2 separate regions of the Mus musculus genome follow, and region 1 is linked to region 2. A link is a contact called in public HiChIP or PLAC-seq data. All regions are on one chromosome and are shown on one strand. Each heading gives the region's core, a stretch centred on a gene start, on an enhancer-like site or on the middle of the called end of the contact. The rest is flanking DNA. Distances are from core to core; before and after follow the strand shown. Region 1 holds the start of Npr3 (natriuretic peptide receptor 3). Region 2 has its middle 67 kb from the start of Gm34501.

The links. HiChIP or PLAC-seq counts read pairs in DNA pulled down with a chosen protein or histone mark.
Region 1: a contact with region 2 is called in an H3K4me3 HiChIP or PLAC-seq map of craniofacial prominence, with 3 times the contacts expected there. The contact joins the promoter of Npr3 here to the enhancer-like site in region 2. A contact is called at or near these places in 3 of 39 promoter capture datasets (the 3T3-L1 cell line and liver), 2 of 484 Hi-C or Micro-C datasets (the HL-1 cell line and cerebral cortex), 7 of 115 datasets of contacts at active chromatin or transcription factors (the NIH/3T3 cell line, craniofacial prominence, embryonic limb bud and 3 more) and 3 of 9 other capture datasets (adipose tissue, embryonic stem cells and pancreatic islet).

Annotation. Positions count from the first base shown.
Region 1 is chr15:11,902,655-11,907,943 of GRCm38.p6, reverse strand. It overlaps Npr3 (natriuretic peptide receptor 3), which reads left to right and starts at 2,270. Exons shown (of 8, transcript NM_008728.2): 1 at 2,270-3,058. The coding sequence starts at 2,305. It overlaps Gm5144 (predicted gene 5144), which reads right to left and starts at 1,419. Exons shown (of 2, transcript NR_131059.1): 1 at 956-1,419; 2 at 554-834.
Region 2 is chr15:11,793,574-11,798,806 of GRCm38.p6, reverse strand. No RefSeq gene overlaps it. Among named protein-coding and RNA genes, the nearest start is that of Gm34501, 67 kb to the right of the region's middle. Within about 2 kb of position 3,931, at least 32 of the 459 cell types and tissues checked have an H3K27ac peak or open chromatin away from gene starts, as enhancers often do. A contact at or near this core is called in craniofacial prominence, where this site is marked.

The sequences.
Region 1 (5,289 bases), core at 1,021-3,520, 110 kb before region 2:
GAAGGCTTAGGGATCACTGTCCAACTGAAATCTAACCGGCACCCGGTATGAAGTTACCTTCGATTGCAGTTTTTTTTTTTTTTTTTTTCCACTGCTAGAGAGGGTGATGGAGAGAGGGCTGTTAGTCACTGATGCCTGGATTTGCCATGTCCTCGAACACCTCGATTTATCACTTCATAGTCACAAATGAGAGCAAGGACATTTTAGGGGGCTCGTAACTATTAAAAAAAAAGAAGAGAAGGAGAAGGAGAAGGAGAAGGAGAAGGAGAAAAGGAAGGAGGAGAAGGAGAAGAGAAGAGAAGAAAGAAAAAGAAGAAGAAGAAGAAGAAGAAGAAGAAGAAGAAGAAGAAGAAGAAGAAGAAGAAGAAGAAGAAGAAGAAGAAGAAGAAGAAGAAGAAGAAGAAGAAAAGAAGAAGAAATAACTATGACTTAACAGCAGCAGCCTGGGGCAGCGGGTGAAGAATCGCGTTCAAGATCCTGCCGAAAGAGGGCGTAAGTTTAAGTTAAGATTGGAGCACACACTGACGCCCAGCCAAATGAAAGAACATTTAGAAACATTTTAAATTAACTTTAATTTGCAAGACTTTGGTGTCAGAACTACCTTGTGTAATACAGCCTGTTCTCGCCGTAAATGTCTTTGCTGCGTGACCACGAAAAGAGGGTGCAGGGCCCTCTGGACCTGCGCAGCTGCTCGGTTCAGAGACGCGCCTCTCTGGTCTGAGACTTCTCCACAATCCTTTCCACTCCGTCTGCATCGCTGTGGTAGCTGTGACCAGTGGAAAGACTGGGTCTACCGGGCAGGACCTTTCTGGGCATCCTAGACTATCGGGCATCCTGGAACAGAAGCGCTGGGGTTGGCAGACTGCTTTTTAGGTACTTAAAGATTCTCTGGGGGAAGATCTGGGGGGCCGGGAAGCGGGAGTCCCTTTTAGTTGCCTGGTTTAGCAAATAGTACCTTAGGGTGATGCTTTTCAAGCTCCGCGACACTTCCTGGAGCGGAATCATTTATCCAACATCGGAAGCAACAAGTTTCGCTTTTCTGGTCTCAGTGACCCCGCGGAGGGGCTGCGCACTGGGACACGGTGACGCTGCGCCCACTGTGATTCTAGCGTGTCCCAGCAGCCCAGAGGGAGGAGGGCACCCACGCCGGGTGGGGGAAGGAGCGGTGCGACACCGTGCAGGCCAGATGGGCTTACCAGCTCTGCAAATGAATTTTCCTGCACCAGGACCTTGTTCCTTGTTCCCCGACCTTGCTCCAGGGACCAGAAAGGTCAGGTGCGGGACAGGACTGGGCGCACCCAGACAGAACGTGGCCAGATCAAGAAAAGAGGTGAGAGTCTATGGAGTTTTGCAAGGAAGCCACCAATTTGGAGAAACATTTCCCCTTCGTTTTTGCAGTGTGTGTGTATGAGTGTGTGCTTTGTGTATGTGCGCGCACTCATTTCTTTCAAACATATATACACTTTTTTTTTTTTTTTTTTTTTTAATCCTGGGGTTGGAGAAAGCGGAGCCAGGGAGAGGCGGGGACCTTAGAGTAACGCTGTGCCGCGAGGTCTCCCGCGGGTGTAGACGTGGGCGGTTGCGGCTTTGGGCCAAATCTGAGCACCGGCAACTAGTGGGGCTTAGGGACCCGGCAACCGCGAGTAGGCCAGGGGTGCGGGGAGGAGCCCTGATGTAAGAATGTTAATGAGAGGCTCCCCCAGCCCAGCCCCCACCCCGCCCCACCCCCACCCACCCCACCCGTTGCAGAGACAAGCCCGGCCTCGGCGCGCCATGTGTGGTAACGCGCTGCGCCGCTGCCACGCTATTTAAACCCCGGCTATGGATCCAGAAAGCCGCGCGAATCAATGGGATCAAACGCGAAGGAGGTGCACCGTCAATTACAAGCACTTGGACAAGTTTAACTTTTTTTTTTCTTTTACAAATAAGGCCTTCAAACGCAACCTTAGCAACGCCCAAATAAGAAGCCACCTCTAAGCCAAATAGCCTATGTGCAAAGGGAGGGAGAATATATATATTGATAATAAGTCTATATGTATATTACAGACGCACAGGTTTACATTCTGTGAACTTTTTTCTTTCTTTCTTTGCTTTAAAATTTTTTTTTTTATTTTTTAAACCTAGGGACATTGTAGAGGAATCTTCCTATCTTTTGGCGAGTTACTGAAGGGGGTATTCTGTTTTCTTGGAGCGCCCAAGGGGGCGCAGGGACAGAGGAAAGAAAAGAGCTGGGAGGAAAAGGGCAGGGTGGGTGGGGGGCAGAGGGCGAGCCGGCGGCCAGGGCGAGCGCTTGCTGGCAACACGATGCGGTCCTTGCTGCTGTTCACTTTCTCGGCGTGCGTGCTGCTGGCCCGGGTGCTGCTGGCTGGCGGCGCGAGCAGCGGCGCCGGGGACACCCGGCCAGGCAGCAGGCGCCGGGCGAGAGAGGCGCTGGCGGCTCAAAAGATCGAGGTGCTTGTTCTATTGCCCCGGGACGATTCGTACTTGTTCTCGCTGGCCCGGGTGAGGCCGGCCATCGAGTACGCGCTGCGTAGCGTGGAGGGCAATGGCACCGGGAGGAAGCTGCTGCCGCCAGGCACTCGCTTCCAGGTGGCCTACGAAGACTCGGACTGCGGCAACCGCGCGCTCTTCAGTCTTGTGGACCGCGTGGCGGCGGCGCGCGGCGCCAAGCCGGATCTCATCCTGGGGCCCGTGTGCGAGTACGCGGCGGCGCCGGTGGCTCGGCTGGCGTCTCACTGGGACCTGCCGATGCTGTCCGCAGGAGCGCTGGCCGCCGGTTTCCAGCACAAGGACACGGAATACTCGCACCTCACGCGCGTGGCGCCTGCCTACGCCAAGATGGGAGAGATGATGCTCGCTCTGTTTCGCCACCACCACTGGAGCCGTGCAGCCCTGGTCTACAGCGACGACAAACTCGAGAGGAACTGTTATTTCACCCTCGAGGGGGTCCACGAGGTTTTTCAGGAGGAGGGGTTGCACACGTCTGCCTACAATTTCGACGAGACCAAAGACTTGGACCTGGACGACATAGTGCGCTACATCCAAGGCAGCGAGCGAGGTGAGCGGGAGCGGGACCAGGGGGGTCCTTGGCTCTGACTCAGCGGTTCTCAGTGGCTCTCCCCCAAACCCCACCAAGTCAATCTTCTGCAGACCCCACCCTTCCCCGTAACCCAAGGACCCGTGGAGGTCGCGCGGGGGCTTGTCCAAGTGTGAGCTGCCTGATCCAGGGACGGGTGGAGGATAGCCCATCGCGGTGGAAGGGGTGTGCCTACACAGTCTCGGGGAGGTGGATCTGGCCAGTCGAGGGAACGTCTGAGCCGCTTGCTAGCGCCATCCCAGGTATGACAGGTGTGGCTAAACACCAAGGGTTTTCCCCCTCTTCGACAGCTCCGGAGTCCCGTGAGTTCCAGGAATTCCCTACTCTGTCCATTGCAGTCGCGCGCCCCCTGGCAGGGCCACAGCGTCTGGGGACGCCCCAGCAGTCTCGCAGCTTCTTGACTAGCTGGGGGTTGGGACGCATCTCCTGGCTCCCCTGGCTGCTCTTTCCACTGACCCTAGGTCTCTTTTTAAAGCCTTCCTTTTAGATTCCTTCCATGCCCTTTCTAGTGTCTTACAAGCTTCGATACAAGCACCAGAAGTGCGTCGCCGTGTCTGAATTCAGGCGACTCTCACTTCCCCCGGGAGCTTTGGGCTTCGAAGCCTCTGAAAGCGCGCGCAGAGCTGGGCTTGGGCGGAGCGCGCCGGAGGATCGTGCGCCGAGCTTCCTTCCCACGGGTCCCCTGCCCGGCCCTTTCTCCGCAAGTCGCTGAGGGTTTGGAACAGTAGCCAAACTAGACAGAGAATTTGGTACTGGGGAATGGGATCATGGCTACGGGGAGCGTGGGAATTCTCCGCAGCTGCCCAGGTTTCTGTCGTGTAGATAGAGGAAGGAGCCGAATCCCAGCATAGGGCATGAGTCCGGACGTCCCGGTTGGGGCTCACACATTGGAGAAATCTCGCCTTTGTTTCCCCTTGGTGCGCAGGCGCCCAGAATGTCCGCGGTATTACCCTCCCCCTATGACCCCACACCGCAAAGCTTCCGATGTTCGTTCGGAGGTGCTATCCTGGTGAGACCTAGGAGGGGCCGAGCTAAGCCAGGCACCTAGTTTGCCCAGTGTTGGTCGCACGAATGCTGGGGACCTGGGCCTGGCTGTGGCGGGACAGCGGAACACTAAGCTTGCAGGCTCAGAACAGGTGAGGTGGGCAGAAAAAGCTTCAAGAGTGGGGCCACAACTGCCCCTCCCCGCTCTCTACTCTAACTTCAAGGTGTTGTAGACAGTGCAGACAGGACAAGTTTCGACCTAAGAACTCCAGGCTGTCTGCGCAGAATCACTGTTAGGTGCGCAGGCAGGGCGTTGGTTATGTAAAAGGAAAGTTCTGTCCTATGGTGGCAGATTTGCCCCTGTTGGGCGAGAAACCCACATCTACTTTCTCCCCCCACTCCCAGTCCTCCGGCTACTGCAGCCTCTCGCGGTCCTGGGTACTGTTACTTCTTCAGTTCTGGGCTTCCAGAGCCTTAACTAAAAGCTGGAGACTTCCCAGGGCAGGCTGGGAATGGGGGCGTGTCCTCACGCCTGGCTAGATCCATCCGAGCTTTGCAAATTCTGGTCATTGCCTTGCTGAACCTAGAAAGGCGGTGACCTTGGTACAGTGGCCTAGGGTGAGAGGCCTGGCAGATCTGTCAGTTCCGCTGTTGGGCCCTTGAGCCGCACAGTGCTCTTAGAACCGTGATGGGGGAGGGCCACACTGTGAGAGTGGGCTGGGGGTTGGGGTGGGGTTGGGGCAGGTGTGTTTCGGTTTAAAAGGACTACAGCCTGCGTTCTTTATTTTTAAATAGTCAGGCTTATTTTAGATCTCCTAGCGCTCATTTCTCGTTCAATTTAGCAGTGCAAGCTTGTTAGTCTGGTGTGTGTGTATTTTATAGGTGAAATTATTATGATCTTATGATTCTTTCTCTAAAATCTGTGTCAGCAACAATAAGGCGAATTTTCTGAAATATAAATAAAAAATTCCAGGCTGCCCTTCTTTCAATTTCTTACTCTTTGTAGAGAAAGTTGGGAGATCTCAGGGCGCTGAGTCTCCACCTCATCGTGGCTGCTCAACGCATTAAGTAGTGGGGGTTTAGTATATGGTTTCAGGGGAGTTTGTGGCTCAGCCACTTGCTAGCTGTCAGGATCCGGGGCTGTTAAACTGTACCCCATCTTCTTCAGGTAAAGTGGGCTTCCTGCACAGCCACATCTTGGGGATGCT
Region 2 (5,233 bases), core at 2,682-5,181:
ACACTCCCAGCTCATCCCTTCTGCATAGATGTCTTCTCAAGATGTCTGTCCCTGCCCAGGTTAAATGGATGTCTATCTCTTTACTTGTACTCTTCTCCCCACAGAGCATCCTCTGTTTTCTTTTTTTTCCCACAGTGCTTGTGATTTTTACATAGTTAGCAACCTTTACTACGCCATTTGCCATTGTGTTAATGTGTGCCTCTATCTGCTAGCCTTGCCTGTTTGGTGCACTGAGGTATCCATGTGCTTGCCTGAAAGAGGTGCTTAGTGAATACCTTTCATAGGAATAATGAATGTTTTCTTGTGTGAATTTATATGCATAATATACAGTTGCACACACATAGATGAAGAGAAACACACAACTCTCTCACAAACACATTCACACATATACACACTCTTGTTCTCTTTCTCTCTCTGTGTGTGTGTCTCTCTGTGTCTCTGCCTCTGTCTGCTTCTCTGTTTCTCTCTCTCTCTCTGTTTCTCTCTCTGTTTCTCTCTCTCTCTCTCTCTCTCTCTCTCTCTCTCTCTCTCTCTCTCACACACACACACACACACACACACACACAGAGGCTTTTCCCTCATTTTCTCTTCTTGGTTATAGATCACTATTATGGGATAAACATTTTCTTCTTTCCAAGATTCATAAGTTGAAGCTGTAAGCCCCATTGTAGATGTTTTTTTTCTGCAGAGGGGACGTTTAAGGGACTATTTAAAGTTAAATAAGGTCATAAGAAGTAACACTAAGGAATAAGATCAGTGTCCCTGTTAGAAGAGACACCAGGGAGATCTCTTTCTCCTTCTCCCCTTTCCTCCTTCTTTCTCTCTTTTCCCTTCCCCTCCCTCTTTCTCTTTTCTCCCTCCTTCTCTCTCTCTGTCTTGTCCTGCATTTCTTTCTCCTAATGACGGTACCAAGGAAAAGCCATATGAGCACAAGAAGACACCAGAAAGAGAGACTTCACCAGGAATCAAAATGGCTGACACCATTGATCTGGGTCTTGCAGCCTCCAGAACCGTGAGAAGGTACTTTTCTGTTGTTGCAGCCATCTAGCTTGTGGTCTTTTGTCACAGCAACCAGAGCAGACTAATACACCTACTGTGCTTTAGCCTAACCTAAAATCTCCCCCTTCCCCCAAGTCATTGTCAACTGTCATCCCAAAGACACAAATGTTCTCACTCTACATGGCCTATAGTGACTGCCAACTTGCTATCTTCTTGCTCTGGCCTCAGGACTGCTGGGATCACCAGCGTGTGTTATGACACAATGCTTCCTTTTTATGACTGTAGCATTGCTGCCTGTGTAGCACTTGCAGAGCTGGCTTTAGTTTGTGGTGTCTTCTATGTGTGCAGCTAGTCACTGTATGTAAAATATAAGCAATCATAGGGAAAAGAGACTGAAGCAAACATGAGCCACAGTGCTGGGTTATGTGATAAAAACAATTATTTTATTCGCAGGGAATATTATAGGATCATTTTGTGGCCTGAAGCTACGTAAATGGTAATGACAGAAACCAGGGCATGGTTCACCTGAGTCTCAGTCCAGGACTTCATTTAGGAGCAATAACCAGGCTTTGAACATGAAAGACAATTGAAAGTGATGCTGTGTTCCTTTGTAAGGGAGGCCTTTGGAAAAATGTGTCTGTGACCAAAGCTATTTCCAAAGGATAGCAAATCATACCTTTATGGCCTCAATAAAGCCCAGCATGCCAAAAATGAGATCCTGGCTATTGTCTCATCTCTAAGTTGTCTTTCATCCCCTACTTCCTTCAAGCAGGTGAGGCAGTATCAGTGGGACTCACATGAGGAGGAGCTACGGGATGAAGAGGGGATAACTGTGAAAAACAAACACAAAAATTATACAAATGAATGAAAAAAAAAGCCTTAAAGAAAACTTGTATTTGATGCTAAGGATTAAGAAAAAAATCATTCAGGGGCAGGGAGTTGAGCTCTCAGAATGAGGTCTGGGGAGGATTCCAAGCTTTGCAGAGGGCTTCTGCAGGCGGCTCACTGTCCCTTGGAGAAGCATGTTTGTTTTCTTTGATAGATACATGTCCGCCATTACATCTTTACACAGAGAACTACCGAACGGGACAGTTCAGGCATGAATCGAAGAAGTTTTAATCAGTTAATAGAGCAAGAAGCAGTAAAGAGGAGACTCAAGAGAACATCCCTAGGTCTGAAGAAGAGAGTCGGCTTGATATCGTGCCAGAGATGCACATGAGATGGGAAAGTGGCCAGCTAAGAGCACAGCTGGTGACGGTAGGTGAGGCCGCAGTAGAGACCACATGGAGACTTTGATTGGCCTTCTGATGCTCCCCATAGCTTCTCAGCCTTAATCTCATCTGTAGAGTGAATGGGGCCTTACTTCCATAAGACTAGTGTGAGGATGAGAAGAGCGACAAAGACGAGGCTGAGCATGAGAAGAAAATCTCCCACTGCCGCTGCAGGCCAGGGAGCAGGAGACAGAGGGACAGGGTCAGGGACTGACTGGCTGGTTGTTGTCTGGAAGACAGGAGAGGTGGAAGGTGGGATGTCATGGGGAGGTCACAAGAGAAAGAGGGGACACACATACAGGCCTGGGCTGCTCCTGCTTGAGTCACACAGTGGAAGGAAGGCATCAATGGAAGGACCTCGTCAATGTACAATGAAATCTGTTTTTGCAAAATTTAGCAGAGCTTCAGTCTATCTCCCTCCCCGCCCCCTTTTTCTCCCACCAAGGAACTAGCAGAGCATCTCTGGGCTATATAACTGTAAGAACTATTAAGTTGAGAATGTCGAAAAGAAATTAGGGTCACAACCCCAGGGCACCATCCCGGAACAATGCTTAGTAAAGTACTGTATCCTTGTATCATCTCCCCCGAGGGCAGGCAGAGCACCAGGGAATTCAGCAAACAGCAAGAATCTCTTCACATCTTCCCCCAAAAGAGCTCACTCAGTTTTGTGTCCAGTCTGGCCCACCCACAGTCTGCTGCCTCAGCATGGGCCCTTCTTGTTTCTCTTCTGCTTCAAGTTATCAACTGGGCACTCAAGGGGAAAAGCCATCAGAAACAGAGGCTTTTCAAATATATATGTTATATATATGTTTTATATATATATAATACACACACACACATATATATGTGTGTATATGACATATATATGCATATATACATGTATATGTATACGTATACATGTATTTAATAATTTAAAATATATATTTAATATATATATACACTATATATACTACATATATATACATGCACACACAGACGTGCATGTGCCCCCCCCCCCCCCCATGTGTATAATCAGTAGCTGTCCTGATGGGCTTCAGTATCTGGTCCCTCACTGAGATAAACAATTGACAACATTAAGGCCAGCTCTGAATCATGTGTTCCTATCTTGTTCCTTGATTTGTAGGAACTTTCCCTTTGAGTACCTGTCACCCTAATCATTGTCACAGAGCCTGTTGCCTTCTAATAGAATGGCTTTCTGTTTGTGTGTGTTCTGAAAGGCAATTTAAAGCACTCTGCCAATATCTTAAAACCTCATTGGAAAAAGAACTACAGGTTTTCTCTATGGCATAATTTAGCCTTCCAGTTTACTGTAGAAACTAAAATTGATGCAACAAGGAGAGACAGGAGTAACCTGAGGCTTAATGTGACCAGCACTATTTACTGCAAGAGAAAGTAGAGATCGTGGAGGGACTGAAGATTCTTGCCAGGCCTTGGAAATCTCTACCTAGGGCTCAGGGTAGACTCAGGGTAATTCTCCCACTCACTCTCTCCATAATTGAGCCCCCCAGCTTGCTCTCATAGAGTCAGTTCAGCCTAAGGCATGGCCCAGCTATATTGTTTCCAAAGAGAGTTAAACCCACTGGGGTGTTGAATAGAATATTCTAAGAATCTTCTAGGTCAACAGCTCTGCTCTCTTAACTCTGAGGAATGTGCCTTCCCTGGGGATGGATGCCTGGAGAAGGTGGAATGTGCATCAGCACTGGGTCCCTCCCTGCCTGTCCTCCTCCACTCTGCAGCACGAGGGAGGGAGGGACCCAGTGCTGCAGAGTGCTCCTTGCGTCTGCCTTAGGGACAAAGGTGAGAAGGGGAATAAACCAAGCCTTTCACCCATTCTCCCCCAATCAGATCAACCCCATTCTGCCCCTGCCCTGAGTGCTCAAAGTCTGTTTTAGGAAGGAGGTTCCACATCAGTCTGCAGACGGATGGCCCATTTATAGATGGCTTGTCTCTACAGTCTTGCTCTTTAAACAGAAGTGGTTGCACCCATGCAGTTTCAGATTCCCAGATTCTCTTAAAAAGAATCCAAAGCTCCAGCTTCAGTAGGCCCTGTTTCTCATATTAGGAAGGTTTATTGCTTTTAGATGGACCCAGGTCTGCTGAGTTTGCCGCAGGCTTCATTCCTTCCTCACATTTTAAATCATATTTGCTCAATGGCTTTTATTCTTACTGTATACCCCCAGATATACCTTACTTCGTAAGGTAGGGATGGGGCTAAGCATATGGACATTTGTTATATTTGAATATCACTCTGTGCTGGGGGCATGTTACACAGATCTGGGCTTCTTATTTTTCCTATCTTTGAAATGAGGAATTCCTGTCCATATGTTGTGGGGGTTCTTGGAGCAAATTTCTGCACAGCACACAGAATAGAACCTGGCTGATAGAAATCTCTCAAGCAAGGTCATCTATTTTAAATAAACCAAACAGGGTGCCCCTTTCAAAAATATGCTAGTACCTGTGAGCCTTACTTAGAGTTTCTATTGTTTAGAGAACACATCATGATCAAAAAGCAAGTTGGGGAGGTAAGGGGCTTATTTAGCTTGTGTTTCCAGATCATAGTTCATCATTGGAGGAATTCAGGACTAGAAGGAGGTAGGAGCTGATGCAGAGGCCATGGAGGGGTACTGTTTACTGACTTGCTTTCTACAGCTTGCTCAACCTGCCTTCTTATAGAAGCCAGGACTACCAACCAGCCCAGGGATGGCATCACCCACCATGGACTGGGCCCTCCTCCATTGATCAGTAATTGAGAAAATGCCTTACAGCTGAATTTCATGGAGACCTTTCCTCAACTGAGGCACCTTCCTTTTTGATGACTCTAGCTTGGGTCAACCAGCCAATTCAGAGTGTTATCTGTTATCCCTTTCCACCTAATGTAACCATGGTCTCAATCTCATAAAAACAAGTATGATTTATAGTCATATATTTCCAACATTTGGAACTGAATTTCTGCTGAGTCAGTT